3 separate regions of the Sus scrofa genome follow, and regions 1 and 3 are each linked to region 2. The links are chromatin contacts, called in public Hi-C maps. All regions are on one chromosome and are shown on one strand. The core of a region is the stretch at or near the end of the contact, and the rest is flanking DNA. Distances in the headings are between cores, read along the strand shown.

Evidence for each region. Hi-C and Micro-C count contacts between places; a contact is called where the count stands out from the background.
Region 1: a contact with region 2 is called in a Hi-C map of fetal skeletal muscle, with 1.6 times the contacts expected there. The contact joins two enhancer-like sites. A contact is called at or near these places in 5 of 47 Hi-C or Micro-C datasets (embryonic fibroblasts, epiblast stem cells, fetal liver and 1 more) and 1 of 2 datasets of contacts at active chromatin or transcription factors (skeletal muscle).
Region 3: a contact with region 2 is called in a Hi-C map of omental adipose tissue, with 2.1 times the contacts expected there. The contact joins two enhancer-like sites. A contact is called at or near these places in 6 of 47 Hi-C or Micro-C datasets (embryonic fibroblasts, epiblast stem cells, omental adipose tissue and 3 more) and 1 of 2 datasets of contacts at active chromatin or transcription factors (skeletal muscle).

Annotation. Positions count from the first base shown.
Region 1 is chr8:86,980,368-86,984,115 of Sscrofa11.1, forward strand. All of the region lies in intron 1 of MAML3 (mastermind-like protein 3), which reads left to right. Among named protein-coding and RNA genes, the nearest start is that of MAML3, 100 kb to the left of the region's middle. Within about 2 kb of position 1,539, at least 63 of the 83 cell types and tissues checked have an H3K27ac peak or open chromatin away from gene starts, as enhancers often do. A contact at or near this core is called in fetal liver, fetal skeletal muscle and skeletal muscle, where this site is marked.
Region 2 is chr8:87,283,124-87,286,718 of Sscrofa11.1, forward strand. All of the region lies in intron 4 of MAML3 (mastermind-like protein 3), which reads left to right. Among named protein-coding and RNA genes, the nearest start is that of MGST2, 110 kb to the right of the region's middle. Within about 2 kb of position 1,933, at least 36 of the 83 cell types and tissues checked have an H3K27ac peak or open chromatin away from gene starts, as enhancers often do. A contact at or near this core is called in fetal liver, fetal skeletal muscle, omental adipose tissue and 1 more, where this site is marked.
Region 3 is chr8:86,891,547-86,895,412 of Sscrofa11.1, forward strand. The region is part of intron 1 of MAML3 (mastermind-like protein 3); the gene reads left to right. Among named protein-coding and RNA genes, the nearest start is that of MAML3, 14 kb to the left of the region's middle. Within about 2 kb of position 1,640, at least 19 of the 83 cell types and tissues checked have an H3K27ac peak or open chromatin away from gene starts, as enhancers often do. A contact at or near this core is called in omental adipose tissue, where this site is marked.

The DNA.
Region 1 (3,748 bases), core at 289-2,788, 300 kb before region 2:
GTAAAATTCCGTGGATGCTGGATAAAAGTTTCATTTTGCCCAAGATATTTAACCAGGTATCAAAGAGGATAGTTAATAAAAGTGATCTGACCTTCATCGTGATTCTGAAGGAGGCTCTTGTCCAATTATGTTCTCTCTCCCTCTTGTGTACAGTCACTGCTAGTGAGTCAGTTTCTACACGGGAGCATTTGTACCTCAGGGGAGAGGGCCCCTGACCCATGAGGAGGTCCTGCGGCCAGCTGCCCAGAGTAGAAAAATGTGTATTCAGTGGAACCCCTATCAGTGGAGCAAATGTTGAGAACCTGGTAGGTGGTACCACGTTGTACAACTGCACCCCGAGCAGTAGGTGTCACTGTAGTCAGTGGCTTCTGACTGCTCAGAGCTGAAGGGGTTAATTGGGTCTGGTTTATTTGGGCAGATAAAGGTCCATCTGTGCCCTCCCGGCTGCTTGTCTTTGTCGCTAGGGCCCCAGTTGACACCAATGAAAGCTCCAGTCCATGTTGAAAGGCACCATTTTTCTCTCCAAGAAGGGAAGCAAGATACCTTCCCATCTATATTTTAGAGTCAGGGGCTAGGCTGTTTGATGTGATGCGGTGGGTTGAGTTGAGGGGGATAAACAGAAGTGACAGACTCCTTCTCAAGTCTGGTGGGGGACCTGGGATGGAGGGGAAGGGAAAATTCTATTAAGAGAAATGAAAGAATATGGACTCGCGGAATACATTTCCTTGTTGTTATTGGCCCTGAGCCCTGTTACATTGAGGCGGTGTGAGCTTTCAGAACTTCTATCAGCATCCTTCTCAGAAATTTCCCTTTTACCACAAAGGAAGCAAAGAGAGAGAGAGAAAAAAAAAAATCTCTCTCCAGCAGAGATGTACTTCTTTTTTGGCGCTTTCCACCCCAGAAAGTTAATTCTCAAATGCTAAAATGGAATTTAGGATTTAGAAACAGCTACTCTGTGGACTAATTAAAAAAAACAAACAAACCCAACAACAAAAAAATCCACCCAAAACCCTGGGATTACATAGCCAATTGCTTTTTCAAGTACACCCAATTTTACTTTTTCTTTTCTAGTAGCACCCTGGTGTGAAAACAAAATAAAACCGAGTAAGCCTGCTGTACAGTTTTAGATTCATCTTATCTCTTATTATAATTATTTTTCTTTTGCCTAGAGAACCGATCTCTCTCCCAACGCACCACACGTGCAGCACAGAGCAGTTTGTCCTTTAAAAAAAAATACAGGAAGGCTTTCTGTATATGATTTATACAGGTACTCATTAAAAATAACTCCTGTCCAGTCTCTGCTCTTCCCCATAGCCTGCCGGTTGGTTGTGCTTAACTCCCCGATTAAGCCTTGCTCTTAATGCTACAGTGTGTTAAGCTCAGACTGCTCTCTTTCTCTCTCTCTCTCTCCCCTTCCGTCTCCCCTCCGAGTGAGTGGCTCGTTTTAAACCATCCGCACGCTCCCTGAGCCTGGTGGCGTCGCTTCCTGCCTCCCTGGCTCGCTGTTGCTAAGTGAGAGGCAGCAGATCACCCGTAAAGCTGAACCAATAGCATCCTGACCCCCATAGGCTGGTAAAAGCCGAAGAAAAGAGACTCCCACCGCGTTGTCTGTGGCCGGCGGGTCCTCCTCCCCCTCCCTCTCCCCTCCCACCTTTTCTTTTCCAACAGGAAGGGGAGGCGGTGAGGGAGCCAGGAGGAGGAAGAGGGAAGAAAGAGGGTGGGGGAGGTGAATCCTAATCTGCCTGGCTGTACTTGAGATAAATGCCATTTTTTCTTTGTGGAGAAAGGGAATGGGCGCTTCTCTTCAGCAATCACAGACCGGCAGATGCGCTGCTTTCTGCCCCCAAACTGCCGGCTGTTGTCAAAGCTCAAACTCGGAATGAGACGTTTGTCGACCTGCAGACAGACCTGCATATCTGCTCTGCTTCCTTCTCCCTCTCTCTCTCTCTCTCTCCACGCCCCCCCACCTCTCTCCACAGCTGTGACTCTTTTAATCCCTATAGTCGTGCAGATCTTGGCACCCTCTGTTCATTCTTCCTCTTCACCTCTCCCTTTCTTCTGTCTGGCAGTACTCTGGTCCAGAAATGCCTTTCCTTGAATGTACAAATGGGCAAAGGGTATTTTGTATCTTGTCCTGTGGAAGGAGTCATCTGATCATCCTGGGGAATGAGTGAGAGCGGAGGAATATTTATAAAGGCAATTAAAAAAAAATTCCCCATTAAGAATGTCATTGTCTTTGGTAAGGTCTATGCAAGCACAGGATGAGATGAAAGGCTGTTCCTATCTGGATAACTGCCAGTGTAGACAGCCAGTGGTAGAGTTGCGATTATACAGAGGAAGTGACCTTTCTCCTATAATTACTTGGGTATTTTGGGCAACAGCAGACTCAAGTTACCTGAGTAATTACGGCTTTGTAGATCTGACCTTCCAACAAGACAGATTCTAGGTAAGTTTTCCAGGGAGAATGTTTGCTATCTTTGGTGATAAAAGGAGCGAAGGCATCCAGTATTTTTGCAACCAGATGAAGTCCAGTTACCAGGAGGCTTTCTTCGGTTCATTGCCCAATCGATTCCCAGTAAAGGTCCTTTACTGGACATTTTGGAGATGGCTTATTGTTTGGTGGCTCCTGTGCCTTTGGAAAAAATAACTCGTGTTTCTCAGTCAAGGGTGTTGTGGTTTCCTGTAACCTATTCCTGGATTTGCTTGTGTTGTGGTAGGATATCAAACGCACGATACTCATGGTTAAACTGTCCATTTCCCTCAAGAAATTTTCCTTTCATACTTGAAATCCTATCATACTGCTGGACCAGAAATCCCGTCCACTTACTCAGTATCACACAGAAAAGTGATCGTTATTTTCCCACTCCACCTACTTTCTCTAGCCTTTATACCAACTTCTGTCTGTCTTTTCTTTTTTTTTTTGAACCCAAACTAAAATATTTTCATAAAGGGGAAGCGTGGGGGGATCAGATTAACCAAAAGGGAATTACCAGGGAAAAACCTTCACAAGCGCTCAGCAACTAGAATGTTTTTGTTTTAAGAGTTTATCTTTTTCTTAATACCATGACGTAAATGACAGTCAATACAGGTCTAAGCTAAAGCATTTAAAGCCAAAATTTGTAGATGATCTCTAGACATCATCTCACTCACTTTCAGTCCCTTCCAGGTTAGGTCGGAGCTATTTGCTGGTTGCCCAGTGCTCAGAATTGAGTGATACCTTCATCTTCTGCTGTGCCCATTTTTGAAACGGAGAGCCGATGACAAAATAAAGCTCCACAAGTGAGCAAAGAGGTTAAAAGGGGTGTATGTGCATGAGGTGGGGCCAGCATGCCCTGTAGAACTGCCTTGCCCCCCAGTTGGTCACTAGATTAGAATTGTTAGCTGTTATTCATTTACCACTTGCCTGTTTTCTGTACAGCCCTGTGCTGAGAGTTTTGAGCTGGAAACACAGTCTAAGCTGGGTCCGGCTTGGTGTCCCTCTCTCTGGGTTGCAACCCTCTGGGTTTTCATTGTTCAGACACGGGCACAGGCTTTAGCCACATTAACCTTCCAGGACCAGCTCATCCTGCTTTTCTCCTACTTGGTAATTCTCTCGCTTCAAATCGCTGGGTCCCGCCCACCTCTGCTGCCCAGAATTTCCTGACTCAGCCATTCAAGCACAAATCCTTCTAAGTCCCTCAGCACTTTCTCCCCAAATTTGCACTTGTCTCGTGTACTTTCTAGACATTAGTTTCGACTTCTCTGCCCT
Region 2 (3,595 bases), core at 683-3,182:
CCTCTGTCCATGGACATTTAGGTTGTTTCCATGTCTTGGCTATTGTAAATAGTGCTGCAATGAACATTGGAGTACATGTGTCTTTGCGAGTCGTGGTTTTCTCTGGATAGATGCCCAGGAGTGGGATGGCTGGATCAAATGGTAGTTCTATTTTAGTTGTCTAGGCATGCCATAGTGCTTTCTACAGTGGTTGCACCAATGTACAATCCCACCAACCGTGTACTAGGGTTCCTTTTTCTCCACACCTCTGTAGCACTTATTGTTTGTAGACGTTTTGAGGATGGCCATTCTGGCTGGTGTAAGGTAGTACTCAGAGTGGTTTTGATTTGCATTTCTCTAATAATGAGTGATGTTGAACATCTTCTAATTCCTGTTATCAACATTGTGATCATGATTCAAATACTTATGAGCACTGCCATATGCCAAGCACTGTCGAATCATGCCGCTACCTGAGAGAAGTTCAGGTAAAATGAGTGAAAAGTTAAAGATCTGTGGAAAGGATGATTTCTAATTGCTTCCAAATTCCTTTATCCAGGTTACTGGGGGGGTGGGGAAGAGGGATCAGGAGCTGTGCTCACCGAGACACAAGTGAATAAGTGAAACTCCCTTTGAGGCCTATACTTCTCCTAAGACTATTTTTATGCCAGTTTGTCACCAACTCAGGGTTAACAAAAGACCTGGGCCACTTCTATTTTTTGGAGTCACCTGGTATGTTTTACAAAAGGAAGAAATTCCAGGGAGTTTCTGCTGTGGCACAGTGGGTTAAGAATCCAACTTCAGTGGCTCAGGTCACTTCCATATACTGCAGGTATGGCCATAAAAAAAAAAAAGAAATGCCAATAAGGTTAAAAGAAAAGATAATGTTTATTTTTATTTTATTTATTTTTATTTTTTTTTTTGTCTCGTGTCCTTTTTAGGGCTGCACCTGCAGCATATGGAGGTTCCCAGGCTAGGGGTCCAATCGGAGCTGTTGCTGCCAACCTACGCCACAGCCACACAATGCCAGATCCAAGCTGCATCTGTGACCTACACCACAGCTCATGGCAATGCCGGATCCTTAACCTGAGATCAAACCCGCAACTTCATGGTTCCTAGTCGGATTTGTTTCTGCTGCGCCACAACGGGAACCCTATTTTTTAAAATACAGTGTGGTATACTTACACCTAATTCACAAGATAAATACAAGAGTTATGAAGAATATTAACCCATAGCAGACTTAGAGGAGTGTGATCTAGTTACAGGGCACCACTTAAAGCTGTAAAATAGGAGATACCTTTCAATTGTATCAGGGTTTCTCAATGACCCCACATAAAACGTCGTGTGGAGAATATATCTAAAAATCTCAACTCAAGGGTCATTGTGGATGTAGGGCCCAGGATCCGATGCCCCCCATCCTCCTGCCCACCAGCCCTTCCTGACCCTGGGTGAGCCCTTCTCCTAGAGACTTGCTTCCTCCAAGAACGTGGTTCTCAGCCCAAATCTGTAAGTGTGCAAAGTACCAACCCCAGATTTCTAAACGTTACTCCTCTTTTTCTCTCGTTTCTCATGCCCTCCCCTGAGTCCTGGCCCCCTGTCCCCCACCGTGACACCATGACAGCTGGCCTGGCTCTGCTCTCAGGGGCATGGCAAGGGCTTCCCTCCCCTCAGAGCCTTGCCATCATCGCACCTGGTTTGCCCACATGCAGGTTCAGCCAGCAGGGTGGGCGGGCTGACACGGACCCTCCCTCCCAGGGTGTCTCCTGGAGATGGGGGAGTCCAGGGGGCTGCTTTGTACCAGAGGCTCTTCCGGGCATTGGTCCCAGCATCTCTGAGCCACCTGCCCAAGGCCTCAGAGACAATGGAGGGCACCCCCAGGCCTTCTCTGCACAGCCTACCCTCCAGCTCGCTGCCCGCTTCCTCCTGCCTGTCTTGGAGAGGTTGCAGCAGAGAGCTCCATTTGGCAGTGTGGTGGTGCTCTTGTCTATAAATGGAAACATTGGCCTGGCTCCCAGTATAACACAAGATAGGCCTCTGCAGCAGTTATGCAATCTTTGCTGTGATGACTTCATCAGAAACCGGGTGGGGGGCCGGGGGCGCAAGGCAGGAGAAAGGGTCTGTGTGGGGGAAGAGTAGCTCGGGAGAAAAACCCTTTCTGGCAGCACTGCCGAAGACAAATCGAAACTCCTTTTTCCCCTTCTTGATTTTTAAATGAAGGAATCAAAGGCAGCAGACATATGGGTAAAAGCCCTAGTTTCTGGAGCAGGTGACAAACCATCTGCAGGCCATGCATAGGGACAGTGGCCACTTGGAGGCGGGCAGGTGCCATTCCTCCTTTGGCGGAGGGGTGGGTTTTCTTACAGCCCCACAGAGGAGATAGCCTGTGGAGGCCAAGGACAGTTTTCACTCATCTCTTGAGTTCTTGGGCTCTAAAGGTTGGGCTGGTTTTGGCCGTGCTCTATGGTTTCCAGCCTGGAATGGAGAAGAACTTCAGAGAGCAGCATGGTACCCCAAAGAAAGCTGGCCTAGCTGTTGAACTTGTAGCCAGACCCGGCAGGTTCAAGTTCACGCCACGTCCAGGTCTTGACAGGAAGAATGCCGGTTAAGGATGTCTGTCACACTCTCAGGAGTGTGAGGTAGGCTCCAGTGCAAATAGTCCAAGACATACCCAGAGCCCCTCCCAAACTCACTACATTCCTTTCCTGCTCTGTTTAGCCTAAATATTCTTAGTGAGGTTTGGGGTTGAGGGGGGAGGCGGTGAGGATGGGTTCAGTTGTACTTTAATGACTCTTGTAAATGTTGGCCATTTAAGTTGTTTCTTTCTTTCTTTCTTTCTGTCGCTTCTCGAAATCATTCAGGCTATTTAAGATAAATCTTTGCACAATGCTATGAATATTTGTAGCAGATGAGTCCTTAGAAATGGAGTTTCGGGTCCCTCTGCCCTAGAAACCATTGTCCTCTTGGCTCCCGGAGCCATTCCCAGACACCCTGTCCTCTGGGAACCTCAGTCCCCTCCCCAAGCACAGTCAGGTGCTTCGAGCACCAGGTCCTCAGGCTCTGGTCCTCCTGGTAGAAGGCCCAGGGACATAGCTTGTGCTGCTTCCTCTTCAAAGATGCCGTGAGCAGCTCAGGAGTCTCACCCCTCATCAGAATTGTACATTCCTTGGAAACAAGCAAATAGACCCTTTTTCTTTTCTTTTCTTCCTTTTGTTGTCAGTTGAAAGACTTTCTTTTTTAGAGCATGAAACTTAATATTTAATATTGAAGTAGTGTGCTCATAATAGAAAATTTGAAAGAATGTGAAAATAAAAGTCACTTAGAATCTTCATATAACCTGATTATTCAGTTTTAGCAACTGCTTCTCCTTCCACTCTTGCCTATATATTGTAAGTTTGGTTTTATATGTAATTAGATGATCTGAGAAGGCATGATTTTTATTGGCTGCCCAGTATTCATGGTATGGATGTACCATAATTTATTCAATCAAGCTCCTACTGTTGCACACTAATGAACTTTTAACCAATTTAGAGTTGCTTTGGTGGTCAAATTAATCACAACAAAGGGATCAAAAGGACTGTATAATTTACATCAAAGGCAGAGGAAAAGCATAATTCTCAAA
Region 3 (3,866 bases), core at 390-2,889, 390 kb before region 2:
TCTTGGAAAGGTGGTGTGAGCAGCTGTATTTTCCAAATAACCATGTCCTCCCAAGGAGTGAGCCTCACCTATCTGACCTCCCTTTAGGTTTTACGATCCGTTTGGACAGGAGCCCACGTTAAGCCATGCGCAAGTGCTGGTCCTTGGCCGGCCCTGCTGTTTTCTAGGGAGGATCCCCACGTTGCTGTCCCCTGCCCTTGTGAACTTCTAGCCCCCTGTGTCCCTCTTCACCCATCTCCTTTACCACCACCTCATGTCTTCATCTTGGTCACAGCGACAGCAGGGCCTGGAAACGTGTGCAGAATGTGCAGGGCTGGTTATTTGAAGCACAGAAAGAAGCCAAGGGCAGAGATGTAGGTGATTAGCCTAAACTTTAGAGGTCATTCTCTCCCAAGTGAGTCCAGTAAAGCAGGCGTTCTGCTTCAATTGATGGCCTAGAAACTGATTAGCAGCAGCCATTTTCTGCCATTTAGCTGCACCGCATAGCATCTTAGTGAGAAAAGCTCCTTTGGCCAGCTCAGCTAATGCAGCTGTGTGCTCAGTGCAGCCTTTAGGGGAGGGGACCTCGGTCTAAAGACAGCTAGGTATGTTCTGCTTCAGTAGCTTAAATAGCAAGAGTTGGTTGGGCACATAAAATAAGAACCTTACTTCTAATCTTGAAACTAGGCCAGCCAGGCCGATCGTCGAAGACATCCTTAAAGTTGCTGCGCTGGTCACGCCGTGCAACTTCAATCTGTGACTCTTCCTGCTGACAGCCAAGTTGAAACAGTGAAGTTTCGTTTTTGCCAGTCTACTGTCCCTCTGAGCAGTGTCATCTGACTTTTTTTGCGTTTGCTTCGGATTTTTCCTGGATCTGTTTCTTTTATCTTCTAGCCCTGGAATGTTCATTGAAGGGCGACTTTCACGTATTTACAAGGTGGACGACTGCCTAGCATTTAGCATCAAGTATAACATGTACCTTTGCATTGACTGTGGACAGATAAATGATTCTCGGTTTTTAATATTCGTTATTTCATAGCTCCTGATTATAGTTATTAGATTAAAACTGTTTTCCAAAGGCTGGTGAGATTGCAGCTAGGCTGCAGTAAACTTCTAGTTCTAATTCCTTTTGGAAAGCATTTTCCATTTCTTTTTTGAAAGAGTCCCGACATGATTTGTTCCAGGGAATACATGATGAGAATCAAGTCTTAACTTATTATGGAGTTTTTAAAAAAACACGTGTTACAAAAAGTGAGGGTTTCAGACTCATTCTTTTTGAAGAGAGTTTAATAACCTCGGAGATAAATTCATACCAAGGCGATTCTGAGGTTGATGTTAACATTTATGCAAAGAAATCGGACCTCTGTCAGAGCCGACAAAATTTCCTGGAGACTAAAGAAATACAACTGTTTTAATTGTTCATCCCTGAGTTTTGGCTTCGGAGTGGCTGAGTGCTCACAATACCGGAGTGCCCTGCGGGTAGAACATACCTCCCCCGTGCCTGCTCCTATCTTCTATTCTGTGCTCCTTTTGTCCCCAGTTCTAATCCACTGTGGCATTTTGGTCCCTCCTTCCTCCCTGCCTCCGGGAGCAGAGATGTAGCTGTAGCAGGGGACGCCTTTGCAGCGCGTGCAGGTGGTGTTATCTTTAATCACTTCAGGTATTTCCTCACAGTGGTGTGTGCAGATCAGCGCCTCCCGGGTGTAACATTCTCTTCACATCCTGCAGTAGCCCCTTCCCCAGGAGACGCTCTGATGTTGGGTAAACAGGGTGGTTTCTCTAAAGGAGTAACTTTCTCAGTTTAGAAAGTTGTTACGGCTAAATGGTTGAGAACGTACTTTGCAGTTTAACTGGGAATTCCTAAAGGGTTTGCAGCTGCTATTGGATTTTTAAAAACACGTTCGTTTTCTTCAATGAAGCATGGAAACAATGACATCAGATTTGGATTTCATGCTGCTTCCTTCTCAGAACCTATGGAAGGGATAGTTGAAAAAAACTGTCACAACAAGGACTAACCATATTGGAAAAAAAAAACTCTTTGGCAGATGGTATGTGTTAGAGTGGAGTTAGTCTGGAGCCTGTGATGAACTTGGACCTTGTCATGGTGGTAACCTGGAGGGTGGCAAAGTTGGGTGAACCTCCAGAAGCTGGGATATTTGGCACCCTGGCTATTGAAATTCAAATGGACCCCCCCCCACATTTGATCCTGTTTTTAGAGTGAAAGGACTGATATAAATCATTCAGGGGCCTTTTTTTACCTTGACGTTTGTGGTCTGGGTCTGAGATTGAAGTTGGAACACTGGGAAATATGTAACAATAGTTTCAAGGAAAGGAGCCTAATGATAGTGTGTGCCCGGGAGAATCGTGGCTTTGTTCCCTCTGCCGAGGTGCCAGTTGTCTGTGTTACCGGTTTGGTAGGCTCTGTGTTTATCTGCGGCCTGGAATGTCAAAGGATTGCCAAGCTAAGAATTTTGCTTCCCTCGCTACCCTGAAGTGATGGTGTAGGAGTTTCTGGTATTGGCTGGTGGGGGTGAGGACAACCATATATGGAAGGGGGAGGGGACTGGCTGGCTTTGGTATCCCGTCCCTTCTTCCTAATGCCATTTTCATGCCTCTATTAACCGAGAGTGGATACTCTGAATAATTATTTATGTCTGTCTTTTCCTTCACAGTGTAACGCACACGTCACTGTTTTCTTCAACTTTTTGTAATATATGTGTTGATGATGCACTGAAGAGCAATACATTTGAGAAGAGAGATAATTAGCTTTGACAGACTTACAGAAATGAGACTGTACAAGGAGGAAGCAAGAGGGTTGCTTAAGCAAGGGAGTCTAATACAAGGTTTGAGGGGAATTGTCCGGGTAAATTCTTCAATGTTAAAATTCACAACCATCTTGGTGGCCCAGGTTAGAGGAAGAAGTGCATTACTGTGTGATTTTGAAGAACTTAAATATATCTGTCATAGTTTAAAAAAAAATCTTTTTTTTTTTTTTTTTTTACTGGCCGCATTCACAGCACATGGAGGTTCCCAGGCTACGGGTCTAATTGGAGCTGTAGCTGCCGGCCTACACCACAGCCACAGCAACTCAGGATCCGAGCCACGTCTGCAACCTACACCACGGCTCACGGATCCTCAACCCACTGAGCGAGGCCAGGGATCGAACCACAACCTCATGGTTCCTAGTTGGATTTATTAACCATTGAGCCATGATGGGAACTCCTCAACACAGAATTTTTTAACCGCTTTTAAAATTGAAGAATAGCTAATTTGCATCATTGTGTTAGTTTCTGGGGTATAGCAAAATGATTGTTATATATTTACATACACATGTATAAATATATGCATATATATTCTTTTTCAGGTTCTTTTCCATTTACAGGCTATTACAAGATATTGACTATAGTTCCCTGTGCTATACAGTGGGTAATTGCCTTTTATTTTATATATAGTGGTGTGTATAAAACGTAGAATTTTTTTTCTGTTTTGGCTGCACCTCTGGCATATGGAGGTTCCCAGGCCAGGGATGAAGTCCAAGCTGCAGCTGCGACGGACACCACAGCTGAGGTAATGCCAGATCCTTAACCCACCGGTGCTGGGTGGCAGTGAACCTTTGGGTTTGCAGCGGCCTGAGCCGATGCTGAGACAACTCAGGATCCTTCACCCACTGCCCCACAGGGGAAACGCCAACACAGAATTTTAAATGGAGAAATTAAAGATACTGAGTGATGATATCAGAGGAAGAAATAGCAACTCAGCCACTGGTGTTAAAAATTCCTTATGTTGTTCTCAGCGCCTTTTAATCTCTCTTAGCATGAGCATGTATCGTCTTGGAGGGACCTTTGTTTAATAGCCATCTTACCTTAGAGTTTTCCTTTCGCTTTGGT